Linked DNA regions of Mus musculus: all the other regions are linked to region 1. Evidence: chromatin contacts called from public Hi-C and promoter capture Hi-C data. All regions are on one chromosome and are shown on one strand. Each heading gives the region's core, a stretch centred on a gene start, on an enhancer-like site or on the middle of the called end of the contact. The rest is flanking DNA. Distances are from core to core; before and after follow the strand shown.

Evidence for each region. Promoter capture Hi-C pulls out the DNA fragments that hold promoters and counts their contacts. A called contact is a pair of places that touch in the nucleus more often than the background predicts. Capture Hi-C pulls out chosen DNA fragments and counts their contacts.
Region 2: a promoter capture Hi-C map of liver shows a contact between it and region 1, with 4 times the contacts expected there. The contact joins the promoter of Zbtb24 here to the promoter of Pdss2 in region 1. A contact is called at or near these places in 2 of 39 promoter capture datasets (liver and pre-B cells), 1 of 484 Hi-C or Micro-C datasets (CD8 T cells), 1 of 115 datasets of contacts at active chromatin or transcription factors (astrocytes) and 1 of 9 other capture datasets (liver).
Region 3: a promoter capture Hi-C map of liver shows a contact between it and region 1, with 2.8 times the contacts expected there. The contact joins the promoter of Mical1 here to the promoter of Pdss2 in region 1. A contact is called at or near these places in 1 of 39 promoter capture datasets (pre-B cells), 1 of 484 Hi-C or Micro-C datasets (CD4 T cells) and 1 of 9 other capture datasets (liver).
Region 4: a contact with region 1 is called in a promoter capture Hi-C map of pre-B cells, with 4 times the contacts expected there. The contact joins the promoter of Cd164 here to the promoter of Pdss2 in region 1. A contact is called at or near these places in 2 of 39 promoter capture datasets (liver and pre-B cells).
Region 5: a contact with region 1 is called in a promoter capture Hi-C map of adipose tissue, with 9 times the contacts expected there. The contact joins the promoter of Cep57l1 here to the promoter of Pdss2 in region 1. A contact is called at or near these places in 2 of 39 promoter capture datasets (liver and pre-B cells), 1 of 484 Hi-C or Micro-C datasets (CD4 T cells) and 2 of 9 other capture datasets (adipose tissue and liver).
Region 6: a Hi-C map of B cells shows a contact between it and region 1, with 10 read pairs. The contact joins the promoter of Atg5 here to the promoter of Pdss2 in region 1. A contact is called at or near these places in 1 of 39 promoter capture datasets (pre-B cells), 4 of 484 Hi-C or Micro-C datasets (B cells, CD4 T cells, erythroblasts and 1 more), 4 of 115 datasets of contacts at active chromatin or transcription factors (the 230-238 cell line, the SCID.adh cell line, extraembryonic endoderm stem cells and 1 more) and 1 of 9 other capture datasets (liver).

What each region holds. Positions count from the first base shown.
Region 1 is chr10:43,220,069-43,223,057 of GRCm38.p6, forward strand. Pdss2 (prenyl (solanesyl) diphosphate synthase, subunit 2) reads left to right here and starts at 1,418. Exons shown (of 8, transcript NM_027772.2): 1 at 1,418-1,992. The coding sequence starts at 1,694.
Region 2 is chr10:41,448,774-41,451,762 of GRCm38.p6, forward strand. Zbtb24 (zinc finger and BTB domain containing 24) reads left to right here and starts at 1,585. Exons shown (of 7, transcript NM_153398.3): 1 at 1,585-1,757; 2 at 2,316-2,989. The coding sequence starts at 2,347.
Region 3 is chr10:41,474,938-41,477,926 of GRCm38.p6, forward strand. Mical1 (microtubule associated monooxygenase, calponin and LIM domain containing 1) reads left to right here and starts at 1,377. Exons shown (of 24, transcript NM_138315.2): 1 at 1,377-1,603. Gm51797 (a long non-coding RNA gene) reads right to left here. Exons shown (of 2, transcript XR_003948996.1): 1 at 2,737-2,989.
Region 4 is chr10:41,517,954-41,520,942 of GRCm38.p6, forward strand. It overlaps Cd164 (CD164 antigen), which reads left to right and starts at 1,547. Exons shown (of 6, transcript NM_016898.2): 1 at 1,547-1,747. The coding sequence starts at 1,582.
Region 5 is chr10:41,808,264-41,811,252 of GRCm38.p6, forward strand. It overlaps Cep57l1 (centrosomal protein 57-like 1), which reads right to left and starts at 1,605. Exons shown (of 11, transcript NM_001243074.1): 1 at 1,525-1,605; 2 at 1,310-1,400. The coding sequence starts at 1,384. Sesn1 (sestrin 1) reads left to right here and starts at 2,311. Exons shown (of 10, transcript NM_001162908.1): 1 at 2,311-2,989. The coding sequence starts at 2,759.
Region 6 is chr10:44,266,947-44,269,935 of GRCm38.p6, forward strand. Atg5 (autophagy related 5) reads left to right here and starts at 1,393. Exons shown (of 8, transcript NM_053069.6): 1 at 1,393-1,638. Gm40637 (a long non-coding RNA gene) reads right to left here and starts at 1,256. Exons shown (of 2, transcript XR_871625.2): 1 at 1,167-1,256; 2 at 796-1,015.

The DNA of each region.
Region 1 (2,989 bases), core at 168-2,667:
TGCCGCTAAACCTTCTGTGGCTAAAAGCATCTTGTGTGAACAATTTCTCTTTGTTTTTCTAGTTCATTTACATAATGTGAGCTTAAAAAATACCAACTATGAATTTTGAAAGCTCACATGAATTTTAAAAACCATTCCTGAGTGTAAAATGTAGGTAACAAGTCGTTTATTATTTTTATATTACTGATCTTAATGTTACTTTTTTCTTCCCAAGGGATTGAATTTAAGGTTTTGTAATTTTTAATTTTTTTATGATTAACAAGGACTTCAACACTTGTTTTGTCTAATTAGAAAGGGCAAGATGCTAGACGTGCTTGAATAGGTGGCACCCGAAGAGCAGAGTGGCCCTCTGGCCCTCGTCTGTAATCCCAGGACTTGAGAGGTGGATGGGGTCAAGAAGTTACAGGTCAGTTTGCTACACAGTAAGAAGTCTCAGGCCACTGTGGCCTAGGGGAAAAAAAAAACGTTCCATCCAACACTGAAAGCGTCGTCACACTGACAATTTTACTTTAGCAATGAGAAAGAATTTTTGGTAACATATTACTTAATGTTGTGGTTAAGAGTATGTATTCAAATAACCAAATTGTTAGGTCGGGTATGTGGTTCCGAAGTAGAGCACTAGCCTAGCATTACTGCATGAGGCCTGGCCTCTATCCCTAGTACCCAAAGGAGAGGAGAAAAAAAGATACCAGATCCTCTAGGTTCACATTTTGCTTAATGTGACCATAACAACTTACAATTTGGCTGTGCCTCATTCCGTTCCCCCCCATCCCCCCTAAAATCCGGGGAATAGTATTATCTTTAAAACTCAACAAAAGATTAAGTGAGCTAATATGTGAAATGCACTCATGCCAGTGAATTTTCAGTCCCGGAGCAAGCGACGTTTCATTCCATTCTCACAGCATCCTTATTTTCTGGATTTTTCACAGAAATCCTGGCACTTCGGCCAGGAAGCTGAGGGAAGCAGGGCTCAGCCTCACCGATCCACTTGCGTTCCAGCTCTGGGGGGGCCGCGGAGGAGACGTCGTCGCCCAGCTAGCGGGGCCGCCCTCCCGGGTCCGCGGCCCCCACCAAGGGCCTAAGGCGCCCAGGAGCAAAAGGCTTCCGGACGAGCCTGCGCCACGGGCCTACGATCTCGCCGCGGACCCACGATACAGACATTTATTTACATAAGCTTCACTCTGCGTTGGGCCGGGAGAAACGCTGCAGAGACCCCGAGAGCGCCTAGATCCAGGGCTAGCGGGGTGCCAAAGGGCGGACACCGACGTCCTGGGGCACAGGCTCCCTTCCATCTCTCGCCTTCCGGTCATCACTGAGGGTCCGCCCCTTAGTGGGGAGGTCCCAGCTGTGCCGTAAAGTAAAGAGCACTCTTTGCCGCTCATCAGCCCGCCCCTATCTTTACGGCAGGCCGCATTTCATGCCTCCAACATGGCGCCCCCCATGTAGGCACTGGCTGTGGTTACCAGCGCAGGTATCCAGTGCAGTTCTGAGCAGCCGCTGGGGTTACGCCAGTCTGCGCTGCAGAAGCAGCAAACGTTATTCCTGGTTACGGCTCCAGAAAGCCATACTTCTCTGAGGGTTTGGAATCGCCGTCTCCTGTTAGATTCTGAAAGTTTCTCCTCAGCCCTTGTTTGCTTCCCGTGTCATTTCTGGCCACCTTCCTCAGGTCCCCGACCCTCTCAGACTCAAAACTATGAGCCTCCGGCAGCTGCTGTTGCGCTTGTCCGGTTACCTCGGGGCTTCAGGTCCCCCCAGTCGCCACTGGTGGTACTTCAGATCCCTCGACAGCATCTCCTCGGCGGGCTCCTGGCGCGGGCGCTCCTCCAGGTCACCGGCCCATTGGAACCAGGTGGTGTCCGAGGCGGAGAAGATCGTGGGCTACCCCGCATCCTTCATGAGCCTGCGCTGCCTGCTGAGCGACGAGCTCAGCAATATCGCCATGCAGGTGCGGAAGCTGGTGGGGACGGGACACCCTCTGCTTACCACTGCCAGGTGAGCGACCCATGGTAACTCTGGGTCTGGCCAGTTCCTTGATTCTAACTTTCTTTTGAACTTTTAAGGTATTCTTTGGTGTCCCTTTAACATTCTTCTACTTGGCCCAGGATAAATGGTTTTCGTAAAAGAAAAACTTGAACGTGTTTTACAGTTTCTCTTCACTTTTAGAGATGCAGATGCTTCATGGCTTGTCAAGGTATCAGAGATGTATACTTATTTAGTCACAGTCAAGAAGTGGTATTTTAAAAATGGAATAGAGCCGGGCAATGGTGGTGCATGCCTTTAATCCCAGAGCTTGGGAGGCAAAGGCAGTGCGATCTCTGAGTTCAAGGCCAGCCTGGTCTACAGAGCAAGTTAAGCTGTTTACCTACAGAAAGATTAAGACAAGAGAGACAGGCAGAATAGACAGCTCCGGGCAGTGGTGGCGCACGCCTTTAATCCCAGCACTTGGGAGGCAGAGGCAGGCGGATTTCTGAGTTCGAGGACAGCCAGGGCTACACAGAGAAACCCTGTTTCAAAAAACAAACAAACAAAAAAACCCCCAAATATCCAGGTATTGGACTATCTAGATTGAAGTCAGTTTCCTCTGACGCTTTTACCACTTAATGCCAGACTAGTGTTAAACTTGTCACTAGGGTTTAAAAAAAAATTTATCACTTAAAAAACAACTCATACCTCATGTTTCGTAGTTTATTTCAAGCACACAGAAAAGTTATGAGAATAAAACTAGTACAAAGAGGATTAGGGGAGATGTCTTTGCCAAAGTACTTGTTGAACAAGTCCTACAACCTGGTTTGGATCGCCAGCAACAAAAGTGGAGGTTTTTCATACCAGTACTGAGGATGTGAAAACTGGAGATCTCTGCAGTGTGATGGACATTTCGTCTAGCTAAACCAGCAAATTCAGTGCTAAACAAGAAACTCCTTCTCAAACTCAAAAGTGAAAAAGCAAACAAGAGCTGGACAAAAAGATGGCAGGTGGGCTTATGAATGTT
Region 2 (2,989 bases), core at 335-2,834, 1.8 Mb before region 1:
CAAAGTAATAAATATTTTGAGCATTTTAAATCTTGTTGGCTTTCATTTTATTAACCTACATCTTCACCTAATATTAACCTACATCTAGCTGTGAGCATCTCACATTTGGTTTGGCCACCTCAGCCTTGTCCAACCAGCCTTTTCTGACAGTCTTCCTCAGAGTGGTTCCTGGTGACCAGCTCCGAGTGACACTCTTACCGATAACCAGTTTCTCCTTTAAATAGCAGCTTATTCGATAAATTTGATCTAGTTTTGGCTCTGTGGAGTTTTTATTGCATTGTTTTTACTGCAATTCTTTCAGCAGAAAACCAAACAAAAACCTATGTGAAAGCAAAGTTGAAAGACTGACCCTTGTTCTTTCTGTCTTTTTATCATTATTATCATTATCATTATTATTATTATTTTCCTCTCGGTGCTGAGGGCAGAATCCAGAACCCAGTGCTCTATCACTGAACAAAATCCCCAATCCCACAACCACCCTTGTTCCTTCTGGAGTGCAGAAGTCAAGCAAAGCTCTCCTGGCATCCCACTCGGACGCCCACATATCTGACCGATTTCGAGGGAGCTCTGGATAGAGTGCACTAGATAACTCTGTAAAGATAAGGGGGAAACCACAGAGCTCATACCTGTGTGGTATGAGCTGCTTTTGTGAGACCCCAACTTAGAGCGTTTCTCCCTGGAAGGTAAAGCCCCTAGACGTTCCCCAAGCTTGTTTTCCCTGATCTCTAATGCGGAGACACTTAGGGAGACACTTCGTCCTCAGCTAGCTGATAATAAAACCTCTTGCAGTTTGCATCAGGTGTGGTTTTCTCTCGGGACACTGGGGTGCTGGCCAGCTCATCCCGGGACTTGAGCGGAGGCCCAGCTTTGGGGGTCTTACACTTTTAATAAAAACTAGTAAGAAAGAAAGAGTCCGGCTGGTAATTCCATCTTTAGTTTCCAAATTGTGGGCAATATAGATGGCAAATTTATAATCTGGAAGTGGACAAAGTAGAGATAATTAGGTACACGCGATGCATAAACGCTGAGCGGAAGCTGCTGGCACAGTTGGAGTAGGTCCGGAACGAATCTGAGCGGGACTTAGGAGCATTGGTCCGGAACACAGAGCCACAGCAGATCCTACCCAGGTTTTTATTTAGAGAACTCTCCCATACCCATAGGTCTCAGAGGGAGCGACACTGTCCTGAGACAACTGAAACCCTCAATAGTCTCTCAGAAGTGCCATAAATCTAAATAAAAACAGCGGTCGTTTCGGTCTTTTTAGCCAAGCCAAGCACTTACTAAGCTCATTCTAACCGTACCAGGTAGGTTAACACCTCCATTTTATGGATAAACACAGAGCTGAGGATGAGTAACTTGGGAAGGAAAGCGAGGAAGAGGATTCATTCAGGAGGTAAATATCTGCTGATTGAAGCCACCGCCGTCTTTATGCTCAGCATCTAATCAGCGGATGTGGTGTCTACTGAGGTCTAAAGGAAACTCAGCGGGGTAACTGGAGGTAAATTTCCGCAGATTGGCAGGTTTCCGCACCAGACCCTCCCTTTCCGGATTCCACAGCAAAGCCCGCCCTCGGGGCGGGGCTCCGGGGTCACGTGATGCTACGGCCCTTGTGCGCGCTTCCGGGTTGACAGACGCCGGGAGTCCGGAGCTACAGCGTAGTGGTGGCGGGGGCGGGGACCGGCGACAGGCCCGGTTAGTGCCCTCTGGGCAGCCGGGTGGGCTGACCGTAGCAAGTCCCTGCGGGGCGGCCCTGACAGGTAGGTCCGCGGCCGGTTGGTTCGGCCCGGGGCCTTGGGCCGCGGAACGTCCGCGGGACTCAGGCCCCAGGCCTGGGACGGAGCTCCGGGCGCCGCTGCTCAGAGCGGGGCCTCTGAATCCGCGCGTTATTTCACCGTAGATCTCCCTTGCGTGGGTTCGTTCCCATATTTCTCATATATGTTCCTATAGTCGAAACAGCTATTCCGTGTGTAGCATCGAGGCAGCACACCCCCAACTCCAACTTTGTGCCGCCACACTTTGAAAGTTTAATTACAAAGTTAACGGACCGGAGGGCCGTACAGACTTTTGAACCCGTTCTCTAATTTCCAGAGGAAATTCCCCACCGTAAGAGGTTATGTGGGTACTGGAGAGGCATCCAGCAGGGTAGCCGCAACAAGGGGAGGAACCCAAGGCTTGGCTTTCCAAGTAGAGTGTAGAAGGTGATAATGTAAAAAAAAAAAAAAAAAAAAAAAAAAAACTGGGTTGTGACAGCTGGAACACGAACAGTCTAGTTAGGCAATACTTCTTCCTAAATAAACATTGATTTTTTATTTCAGATTTAAGCCTCTTCAGAGTCTTCTGGAGAAAATGGCAGACACAACCCCGGAGCCTTGTGGGCAGCTTATGGTACACTCAGACACTCACAGTGACACTGTGCTGGCCAGTCTGGAGGATCAAAGGAAGAAGGGCTTTCTTTGTGATATTACTTTAATCGTGGAGAATGTGCATTTCCGAGCCCATAAAGCCTTGCTGGCCGCCAGTAGCGAGTATTTCTCAATGATGTTTGCGGAAGAGGGCGAGATTGGCCAGTCTATCTACATGCTGGAAGGCATGGTTGCAGACACCTTTGGCATCCTGCTGGAATTTATCTATACAGGTTATCTACATGCCAGTGAGAAAACGACAGAGCAGATCCTGGCTACTGCTCAGTTCTTAAAAGTCTATGACCTGGTAAAGGCATACGCAGACTTCCAGGATAACCATAGCGCCCCAAAGCCACCAGCTTTGAACTGCACTGGGACGCCAGTGGTGGTTATTTCCAATAAGAAGAACGATCCTCTGAAACGGAAACGGGGAAGACCAAGAAAAGCCAATGGTTTGCAGGAAGGGAGATCAGAACTGGCTGCAGAGGGAGAGCTGCAGCTGAGAGTGAACAATTCAGTTCAGAATAGACAAAACTTTGTGTTTAAAGAAGAAGACAGTGTCAAGCTGAGTGAGCAGACTCCAGAAG
Region 3 (2,989 bases), core at 127-2,626, 1.7 Mb before region 1:
GGCAGCCTTCACAGCCTTTAAATTTGTTGCTCATAGAGCCACACAACCCTGTTTGGCTACAACTGAAAGTCTCTGGGGGAACCTGGGTCTTTGTAAACAAGACACAGTAAGTTGCTGTAGTCCATCTGCTAATAAAAGGGAGAGGCATGATCCTGAAAGCCGGAAGCCCATCTCTACTGGGCTTTTTAGAACATTTTTTACACTGTGTGTTTAAGTATGGGTGTGTATGACATTCTGCAAATTTGTTCCAAGCAAAATGATGTCACTCTCAGGAACACAAGTGGGCCCAGCTCAAAGGCTTCCTGGCTTCCAAAGTGTGTGGCCTGGCTGGATTGTTGGCCTCTCCTGGCAGAGGGCTGGCATTTCCTCTTGCTTCTCTCTCTGCCTTCTTATCAGCTGCAGCTGTGTGTGTTTAGAGCTCAGGACTTACTGGGTACCCCAGTATATCTGGACAAAATGCAAAATGATTTATTCAAACACAAACCCAAAAAGATAGCCACTGGACCTTGGCTTTTGTTGGTCCCTGGACCTCAAGAAGAGAGATGTAGCCATTTTTTCCTAGGTTAAGCACTTCTGGGGTAGCGATTTTACTTCCTCATGATGTCAAACCTTATTTCAGTCCCGTGGTTTAACAGTGGTAGGTTGGGATCCAGAAAGGCCTGGGGCTGATAGCATCCATGCCACTGGCTGGTGAACATGTGCAGTCATGAAGCCTCATTGACATTTCAGTAAAATAGGTTTTGTTAATGCTCATGCAATAAATGAGAACTGCTGTTTTATTAACTTTAAAGCTGCTTGATTTTGAACAATTCCTTTCATGCTACAATTTCTTAACAGGAAATACTAAGAATTTGATTCCAAAGTTCCCTAGCATTGTCTGAGTCTTGACTTTAGTTCTGCACATTGAAGTTTTATCCTCTCCCACATACCCTTACCATCCTGTTTTTCTTAGTTGAAAACACACACACACACACACACCTGGTTGTGTGTGTACCTGGTTGAAAGATGTGGACCAGGACTTTAAGCTTTGTCTTTAGCCTGAGCCTGGGAGCCAGCCGACCTGTCCCAGGAGAGATGGACCCCCGCAACTGGATCGCCTGTGGCGCCAGGGGTGTGAATTTATCGGTGGGAGAGGTGAAGAGAGCTCAGACATCTGGCGCCACTCTCGGTTCTTGCAGCTTCAATAAACTTCTTGCCGGAGGCCTGCGCCCGCTCGGCCAGCTCTTGGAAGTGGCCTACAGCGTGGGTACCACCGGGGCGGACTCAGGCACGGTCACTCAAGTCTCTGCTCTCCCTGTCCCTGCCTGGCCAGACCGTTTGGAGGCCCCCAGCAGCCCCTGGTGTAGGCAGAACCACGCCCTACAGCACCACCCGGCAGGCGTGGGCGGGACCCAGGCTGTCCCCAGAGGAGGACTGCGGAGTACGGAGGTTCGGAGTAAGTCTTCCTCTGTGCTCTGCGCTGGCGCTGCGGTCCAAACTCTTTGGAACTCCCCGGTTTCTGCCACCAGGCATCTCTTGCTTTCCCTGCGCCACCCCTTCCTCTGCCCCTAGGCCTGGGACACCCTTCCGACAGGAAGCGGCTCTTCCAGCCCCAGAAACGCTGGTAAGTAATCCAGCGATGCCTGCTGTGCGTCCTCCTGCTCGCTGGGCTGGGGGTGAGGATAAGGAAGGGGGTGGGGAGCGCTTCCGGGGAAATGGGGTAGGGAGCCACGCCTGGCTGGTTTGGCGGGTCCTCTTGCCGGCCCTACCCAGATGAGCGCCTTTGTGCAGATTTTGCTGTCTAGAGTATTGGGAGCTCTCACCCCCGCTGCTCAAGGTCCAGCTCTCCATCCCTTTAGACGCTCCACCAATGGCACATCCTTTGTGCTTGTTTCCAGTCTGGGTACCTCTTTTATTTCCTTTAGCAGAGGTCGCTCCAACCCCCAGTCTCCCACTTCCAAGAGGGACTCCTGTCCTTTCTGAAGATCTATCCACTCTTGTCCTAGTGACCCCCTAGGGCAACCTTTGCCTCCTCCTACTACGCGGGCAATGAAGGGGCTGCTGGGGGATGATAGATCGGCCCACAACCCCCCCACCCCACCACCTAGTTGCCTCTCCCACCGAGAGCAACCCATCCCCCCATACTCTTCATCTCTTCCGGTGGCAGCGTGAGAAAGCCCTCCAAGAGCCCTTAAGCTGCGTGTGGGCTGGAGGGAAGGAAAGGGGTACAAAGAGAGGCCTTGTCTCCAGAGATTCCTGGGAGAGCACAGAGGAACGCCGTGGGAGTGAGGCTAGGGGTCGATTAGATGTGAGGGTCTGCGGAAGGGGTTGCTAACCCCACTCCTTCCCACAGCCCGTTGGAGCAGCGACGCAATCTCTTCTCAGGGGAAGTGTTTTGACCACAGTGAGTCAGAAGGTCTGTCATGCAGACAACAGTCACAACATTCTCAGGCTATTTGTGAGGGTAGTTTGGGTGGCTGAGAAGTGGAATCTACACAGGCAGTGTTGCCCCTTGTCAGGAGGCAAGCACGTGGAAAAGAACTTTGCCTTTGGGGAGAGGCACATCCTACAACCAGCGTGGCACTAAGTTCGCCAAAGGGCGCTGGCGAACAGAGACTTAGGAAGAAATGGGTGTGTGTCTGTGAGGCAGCCGCAGTTGAACTGGGGTGTTAGTTCCTGCTGTCTACAAGAAGGGAAACCTCCGCCCCCACCCCACCCCTGGCAGCCCGCTGAGAAACTCCCCCGTGTCCTACTTACAGGTCCTAGGGAACGCCCACTACAATTTCTTGTCCCCTGGGCCTCGGAGATCGCATATGAAAGCTGCCATGACACTGGTCGACAGGAGGCTCCCTTAGCATCCTTGTGCCCAGGACTACTGTGTTTTCATTTCTAAATTTGGCGAATTTCACTTTATAAGAGATAGCTGCTGTCTCAGAAGGGGTCGGGGGTGTGGATCATGGCCTGGGAGTGGACTGGAAGCAGAACCAATCAGAGGTGGACCCTGAGCTCC
Region 4 (2,989 bases), core at 297-2,796, 1.7 Mb before region 1:
TGTTCATCCTAGGGACAAATGAGATCATCGATTTGGGAGCAGGAAGAGGAGATGGAACATAACCTCTGCTTTAAAATCTCCAAACAGAAGTTCTTCTTTTAGCCTAGGTGTCATGTGAGGCGTTTGAGAGAACAGCAGCTTCTCTAAAGCTCTTATGATGACTATTTGACTGCACCTTAATGCTAAGACCATTGATTTGGTCAGTCACAACCCACTGGCTCATATTTATTTTACAGAGTACACCCACAAAGGAACCACATTAAATTCATTACTGGCAGAAATAAGGGCTTTCAATCTTTCGCTAAAGTTGTAAAAATGCTTTTAGAGTCATTTTTTAAAATGCATACTACAGCGAAACAGACACCACCGAAACATCTGATATTCTTGTTATTAGGGTCACATGCATAATTAAAATTATGACATTAAAATTGTAACATAAAATATGGCAAACGCTAAACAATCAAGACAGCATAGTGCAAAACCCAGGGACTCTTGCATGAGGGACAATCGTTCTACCAAATGAACTACATTCCTAGCTCTACCTATCATTTTCAAGTCTCATTTAAAAAAAAAAAAAAAACCAAAACCACCTACTATAAGCATGTCAAGCGTTGATTATTTTGTGAGACCCGGCATCAGATGGCGCTCACGACTAAAGAGAGCCAGAGTCCGCCAACAGGCACTGAAAATGCCTGTTCTGCCACTATGCTATCCTAGTGTCAGGGTCAGGTCACTTTCCCCAAGTCTCATACTTCGTCGCTCGTGATGTGGGGATAGGAAGAGGCACGAAGGCTTTTCATCCCTAGCCGTCTTCCTCTCTGACCACAGTGATTGGGGCTGGGACAGATCGATCCCTACTGCGGATCTCTGAGTGACTCGGAAGAAGCAGGTGAGGCAAGGGCACCGGTGGCGGTTACGACAAGGAAGCGTCCGGGACAGATCACTTTCGGTCCCACCCACAGCTACGGGCACTGAACCAGTGGCCCGGCAAACTCTTGGATCCCGTGGTTCCGTCATTACTGAGTCCCCGAACTCTCAAAAACAAAAATTCACACTTAAAAATAAATCAAGCTTCACGGAAGAAAAGGCGGCTCCTACAGAGCCCTAGGCGAGCGCGGTCAGCAGAACTCAAGCTCAGCGGTCTCAGAGCCTCCGGGCTTCTTACCCGCAGCGCGCTACCGAGGGGTCACGTGACACCTCGCGGCCCGCCTCCCAGGCGGCGCAGGTGGACGCCCCTCGCTACGTCACGTGGGCAGTTCCATCCTTGCCAGGGCGGGGGGAGATCATCCGTGGTGCAGATGTGAGGAAAGCTCCATTGTGCCGCGCGTGATCCTCCCAGGACAAGAAGGACGGCTTGCGACGCACGGACTGCTGCCCTAGAGGTCTCCGCGGCCGCTTCTCTCCCTCCGGCCGGCTTCCTAGTGGTCTCGCCCGTTCCGCCCCGCCCCGCCGGGCTGCTCACGTGACCGGCGCGCGCTCCCGCGGGGCGGGCTTCTCGGGGGGCGGCGCCGCAGGGACGCAGTGCTAGACGGAGCCTGCTTTGCCGCAGCTTTTCTCCCGGACGCCTGGGCTGAAGACACAATGTCGGGCTCCTCCCGCCGACTGCTCTGGGCCGCCACCTGCCTCGCCGTGCTCTGCGTCTCGGCCGCGCAGCCCAACATCACCACCCTGGCTCCCAACGTGACCGAGGTGCCGACCACGACCACCAAAGTGGTCCCGACGACGCAAATGCCCACCGTGCTACCAGGTGGGCGCCCGCCGCACGCGCCGAGCCGGTGGGGACTCGCGCAACATGGCCGCCCGGCCGGAGGACGGCGGCCCGACGGGGTGGGGGGCGAAGGCGACAGGCGAGCTAGGCCGCGAGCGTTGCCCTCAGAGGCGCCATCCCCCCAAGCGCCTGGTAACTCCGCGCCGCAGCTCGGGACGGCGACGTGGCTTGCTTCCGCGGTGGCAGTTAGGAGTAATTGGACGAGGCGACGCGCCCCGCGGTCGGCGGGGTGCGCAAACTTTGGGCTCGTGGGACAGACTCTTGTCCTCCCCTCGAAACTTCTCCGGAAGTTTCTAATGAAGGAGTTCGGGATAGGTGGGGGACATTTAGAGATGAGTTGGGTGTCCCTTTGCCCCCTCCCACCAGCGAGCCTCCTGTAACTTCACGTTGACTTAGCTGAGCGGTGTTGGCTGTATCTGAGATTTGAGTGGTAAGGGAAGAACGAGGCTTGTGGCGGATGATGAGAAGTGAAACCTAGGGACATATAAAGAGCAAGATGTGATCTCCCGGGGGCCTGTGTTTTAAGGCTGTGGAGTTAGGTTGAAATTCAGTCTGTCCGTTTTTCTGAAATCCGATCAAGGAACACGCCTTTTGTTCAACTCTAGGGTTCGTTAAGGCTTGTACAAATTGGCATAGGCCGTGACGACGCAAATGAGACAGAAGGTAAATTTGAAGTAATGAGGTGAAAACACGACGTGCTTTAAGTTGGTTATTGCTCTTAATCTAGTAACTGCGCTTCTCAACCTAAAGATTGACTTGTCCTAGTGCCTTCTCTAGGGTTTTGGTTTTTTTTTTTTTTTTTTTTTTTTAATATGAATAAAACTAAGTAGTTCCCGATTTTTTGTTAGAAGGATGCTAGGGTAACAGATATTTTTAAATGAACAAAGTAAATTACAGAACAGTTCTGGGAATCTCTATCACGGTTAAAGTGATAAAGTAAAATATTGTTTGACTCCTACCTACTTGACAATTTCCTCCCAGACTTGTAATGTGTGGGTTCTTCATATTGTTTTAAGAGAAGCCTGGAAATACAAGTTAATTGCCTTGTATAATTGAAATGCCCACAGAGGAGATAACTTGTGTTTTCTGGCAATTACGGGGTTAGCTGCAGCATTCCGAAGGCTGCATCCATTATCAGGCTACACTGTTGTGAACAGCGTGTCTTAAGAACGAGTACTTTATGAATGGTTCTTCGTGTCCTGTTTGCAGTAAATACGTGTT
Region 5 (2,989 bases), core at 355-2,854, 1.4 Mb before region 1:
CAACATAGGAGGGAGCAGACAGAGGGAGAGAGGAAAAGAGACAGTGTTACCGGGAGAGTTTTACAGAGACAGGGTGAAGAGAGAACAAGCTAGACATGACAGGCTGAGCCAGAGAATAAGGAGGAGCCAGAAGAGTAGAACACATTGCTAAAGTTAGTTTGAAGCCAAGCAGAGCAATTCAGTCAGAAGCAAGAGACGCCAGTTTGAATCAGTCAGAGGAGTTTGGGCCAAAACAGCTGAGTTGAACCAGAGAGCAAGAATTCAGAAAGAGCTAGAAAGAGTGAGCTTATTCAGCAGGAAGTCTCAAAAGCTGGAAACACTATAGGCCTTTACAGAAGCTAGAAGCTTGCAGGATTGGGCCTAGATTAGCTGATGGAGGCAGTAAGCCTCCAGACAGCAATTACAGCAGGAGAATAAAAGTTATTGTTACACTTTTCTCATGTTAAAAGCCTCATTAATTTTTATGGTTTTGGATTTTTCAATGAGTGTATTGTTTGCATGTATGCCTGTGCCCCAGGTTTATGCCTGGTGTCTACTGAGGTTAGAAGTCATCAGATCCTCTGGAACTAAAGTTATGAATGGCTGTGAGCTGCCAAGTTGGGGCTGAGAATCGAACTTAAGTACTGTATAAGAACAATTCTTAACTACTGCACCATCTCTTTAGTTCCAGATTAATATTTTATGACTATGTTTACTTTGTAAAACAAAGGATTAAAATCGAATCCGATTACCAGTCTATTAAAAACCTTCCAAAAACACCTTTAGAGAAATGACCATATCGTTCAAAGATAACACATTTAGGAGGTTTTTATAGGCTTCTTTTCATACAGAACCTTCCAAACCTAAGGACATTTGAAGTTCTTTTCAGTCTCAGACACAAGAGACTTGCTTTCAAAGATCCCCTTCGGATGCTATCTGACTGAGCAAAGACAGCACAAAACAGATCCCTGTAAGGGCAAAGGTGCAATGGCAACGCTTAGGGATTCCTAATCCATTCAGCACGGGCCTATGTGCAAGAGGACAGCAGAAGCAGCGGCGTCGGTTTTTTGTTTTGCTTTTTTGTTTCTTTTCTTTTTTTTTTTTTTCCAGTTTGCCTGTCTTAAGGCTGCTCCTTGGCCTTCCAAACAATGATCCCCAAATCCTTGCCTCAGTCACCCAACCAAAGGTGTTGAGCACCTGCACTATTTCTCTCCCGGCAAGCCACGACGGAAAGGAAGCAATCCCAGATGGCGTCGGCACCAGAGTTTCCGAGGGGAAAAAAAAAATTTTTTTTCACTGAACGGGTCACAACCAAGCCTACCACGCTTACCAGATGGACGCTCCCAGTTAACCACGGCCTCCAGAACCGTTGGTTCGCGGGCAAAGACAAGTGTCGCGGTGGCATCTGGGAATTGTAGTTTCTGTCGCAAACAGAGCGCGTAGTTAGCATTACAACTACATTTCCCAAAAGCCAACGCAAAGCCCTGCCTGCTTGGCTGTCACTCATAATTCTATCCCATTTCTACTTGGAATACTATAGAGCACCTTTATTTGTTCGGCTTTTCTTGTTCGATAAACATCTCCGGGCATCTGTACTCCTTACTTTTCTTTCCCCTTCTTCAAACCAGCGCCTCCAAACGTCGAGAAAGGACAACACCGCGGAAAGCGCATGCGCCCTGGCCGGCGTCGCGCATGCGCAGCAGCCGGTCTTAGTCAGTGGCGCGCTGGACTCGGGGTCCGGAGGTACTCTGCCCGAGGGCGGGGCTGCTTCCAATGGCTGTCTTTGCGGGTCGCGTGTGCCTGGGCGGAGAGGCAGGCATGGGGCAGGGGCGGCTCCCGGCGGTCCCGGGCGGGGACAGGGGAGGGGCTGGGGGTGAGGACCCCGTCTCCCCTCCCTGCTCCCGCCCTCTGGGCCGATCCCCACCGACGGGGCTGGGCGAAGGGGCGGGCTCTGTGCCTGGGGCCCTTTGCTTCAGCCGTGCAGCCCTGGGCTCGATGACTGCTGGATTGCGGGGTGCCCTCTGGCTTGGCGGAGGTGGGCGAGGACAGAGGAGTAAGAGGAGCATCGGCGTACCCCGGGGGACAAGAACCGGCAGGGTTGGGGACGCCGCCCTTAGTCGCCGCTGACACTGTGATTGGCGGACACTGCTCCCCCGGAGCACCGGAGCCTCGGGCCCCAGCAGCTAAGGGCCAGGGTCTACCGCCTACCCCGCCAGCACCCGCCCGCTGCCCTGCCGCGGCGCTAGGAGGAGCCGAGGGGGGCGGAGACTGGTGTCGGAGGAGGGCGGGGTGGGAACGGTCGAGAACCAGCCGCTGCACAGACAAAAAATCGAATGGCTGGAGAACCTTCTACTGTTTACCAGCCTTTTGGGACCAAGCACGGATTTGACAGCTCCACAACGTGAGGATATCCGCTGACCCTGCGACACAGAGAACACTTCCCCGGGACTCTGTGTCCAGCTAACCAGCTCTGTGAGATTGCAACTTTCCAAGTTTGTTCTTTTCAATCTCTGTCAGAAGACTGCCCTCGTGTAGGAGAGGGTGCCTGGGTGATCCGCCTTGTGGATCGATTTGAAAGCATCAACTTTAAAAAGCACGTGTGATTCCCAGTGCCATCCAGACGCCTGCTTTCACGACGGCTGGATTTCTCTGACTTTATTCTTAGCGTTTCTCGTTGTTTTTGTTTTTTGTTTAAAAAACAAACAAACGACGGGCTGCTTTGGGGGAATGCTGAAAGGTAACTGACTAAACGCTGAAAAAGAAAAAGCTCTTGATTGTCATGGCTGAAGGAGAGAATGAAGCGAGATGGGAGGGACTGTGCAGCAGAGACACGACTACTAGAGAGACAGCACTGGAAAACATTAGGCAGATCGTTTTGAGAAAAACCGAATACCTTCGTTCAGCGAAAGAGACACTTTCCCGACCTTCAGACGGACTTTCAAACGCGGTTTCTTTGGATGGGATGAATAAACTTCTTGCTCATCTGCTTATGCTCTCTAAGAGATGTCCC
Region 6 (2,989 bases), core at 143-2,642, 1.0 Mb after region 1:
ACACCATCTCCTCCAAGGCTCAAGGAACCTCACAAAAGAAAGGTGTCAAACTCATGGGACAAGAGCAAGATCACTACAACAAAGTTTGAGGCAAATTTGGAGCAAGTTTTATTAAGTACTGGCCAGGACGTGGACACTGGTACAAGGTCCACACCCAGGATAACCAGAGAATGGCACCAAATTACATTAGGTGGAGCCTTATGAAGGCCAACCCAGCTTCTCCTCAACAGAAGTCTGACAAGACCCTCTTGGGTTTCTTCAGGTAACACTGCCTTTATTTAGATTCATGGCTCTAGCCAGGCTCTGCCGCTGCTGACAGAGCAAAGTGTCGTGGCAGAAATTCCAGTAGAGAAATTGAAGCAGAAGGATGGTAAATTCAAGGTCAGATCGGAGGATGGGGGTTAAAGAGTATCCATGATTATACATAGAGTTTGAGGTCAGTCAGCGTTGCACGAGAGCTTGTCTCAAACCCAAAAAAGGAGGAAGAAAGGAAAGAAAAAAAAAGGCTGGAGAAATACCTACAGATCAGTGTAGTTAAGAGTTAATTGTGCTCACTGATCTCGCAAAAGACTAAAATCATTTCCAGTGCCTGCACTGGGTGCCTCACAACTGCCTGTAACTGCAGCTCCCGGGGCTCCATTTACCATCTCTTAGGATCTAGTTGGACACCTCATCCTCTCCGGGTGGGGGAAGGAAAGAGAAGAGTAAGAGGGGAGAAGAGAAGGAGGAAGAGAAGGTGGAGGAGGACGAGGAGGAGGGTGTTAAAATGTTTGGTGAGTGAAGACCCAGATCAAGTACTCTTTACGTTTTGTTTTATTTTCAAAGCAATAAGAGTAGGAAAGGTACTCTTAGAGGTGAGGGAGGTTTTGGTACTTTTACCAACTGGGGTTAAATACAGCCACTAATGCCTACTGTGGTCCTACAGGAGTGGGGAGGTTCTACCGAGCAAATGAATGTGGTTTACCTTGAAAGCCGGGTGTGGTGGCTCACGTCTGCAGTTCTAGCACTTGGGAGACTGAGGAACACGAGATACCTAGTTAAGTCCCAGACTTGCAGCTTGATACCCCTGTCCTGACTCTAACCCAACTAAATTAAACCATCCCAACCACCCTTAAAAGTAAGGTTTTTACAATACTGTTTTGTGAGGAAGAGAAAAATGCTGCTACCACGGCAGCCGATGTCTCAGGATCCTTTATTTCTCTGTTCTTCCACAACTGTCACACTGACAACCGGGAACACCAACGACTGCGTTCTGTCCATCCAAGAAGAAAACCGGCAAACTCGTTCCGAGTTCAGGCGCTCCCTGTGTGTCTGCGCACGCTCAGGAGCAACTCAGGTCTTGCCAGGTTGGGCCGCGCTCGGAGGGCGGAGCGCTTGCCACGTGGTCTTGGTGACGTCATCTCCGGGCGCCGAGGGTGACTGGACCTACGGTGGGCGCCCGGCGCTGCGGTTCACTCTGGTTCCGAGGGCGGAAGTGCCCGTCGGGCTGTTTTCTGACCCGGGCGGCAGCACTGTGCGGCTGCGCGCGCACTGGGACTTCTGCTCCTGCGCCTCTGCAGGACAGTGTGATCCCGGCAGACAGAACCCGACCGAGCGGCTTTCGCGCTGCGGGAAGCCGGAGCAGAGCCGGCACCTCGGGTAGGGCTCATGTGTGTCCCGGGCGTGGAAGTGTGGGGCGGGAGTGGGACCGGGCAGGGGCAGGGGCTGCGGGCGAGCGGCCCGTGTAAAGAGCGCACCCGGAGGGATGGCGGGGGAGGCGGTGCCGCTGGGCGGAGGTGGGGTTGGCGAGACACCGGCCCGGGAGCCCTTGGGCAGTCTAGCTGTCCCTTTGGGTAGTTAGTATGTCAGTTCCTTACTAAGGTAGGAAATGTAGCATCGAGTCTGGAGCTCAAGTTAAGGACTTGCATTTTATTTAAATCGTAATTGTTTCGGTGCTTTTTGATTCTATCTAAACGCAGACTGTTTCTCTTCGATGCAGTTCTTTGAGTCTCAGTTTAATTTTAGTACTTAATACTAACAAATGCATTTTTCTGTTAGTAGAACACTTTCGTTTATTTAGTTACTTTGTTGAAATTGCTCTCAAAGAATATAAACTTGAGGAACCTAAGAATCTGGGTGGCATGTAGGTTTTTCTCCCAAAGCATGTAGCATTGTTTTCACTGAGAAAGCATAGCAAGTCTTCACTAGTCAGAACCCCAGGAGCAGTTGACTATCTAAAGCCTTCTAGAATTCACCTGATAAGTATCTTGGGTCCTTGATACCGAGTATTTGAGTCAGATGCAAATATTCTGACTTCATTAAAATTATTGTTTGAATTGAAATTTGAGAACAAGAACATTGGCTTTATGGTAGTTGTCTTGGCAGGTGAGAATGTTACACTAAGTTTAATTGTACTTTGAGCCCAGTTTTGTGGCCTGTACCTTTAATTCCAGCAGTGGAGGTGGGGTGAAGGCAGGAAAATCAGGAGTTTAAGGCCAGCCTTGGCTATTTAGTGAGTTTGCTGCAATCCTAGAGGGCATGGTACTCTTTGCAACACACAGACAACATCCTCCAAAGCCCAAAAACAACCTAGCATTTTTTGGCCCTGCATTGGATCTTGAGCAGCACAAAACCAAACTATAACCCGAAAACAAAACAAACCCCAACTGTGATTGCCCACGTTTCTAATCCTTGTGCTAGAGAAGCTGAGGAAGGAAGGTTGCTTTGGGTTGGAGGCCAGCCTGTACTACAGAGCAAGACTCTTGTCTCCGAAAAGAACACACAAACACACACACACAGCTTTAATCCCGGTCTGCATAGTGAGTTTTAGACTAATCAGAGTGACACAGTGAGCACCTGTCCCAAGGGGAAAAAAGTATTTTCCAGGTGATAGAAAGTTCTAGAAAAAGGATAAGCCAATGAAATGGAATGGGTAGGGGTGGTGGTGTGCATGGGAGATCTAGTGCTGTTCACAGAAAAGGTATGTGAGTGAGGCTAAGCTACATGGAAA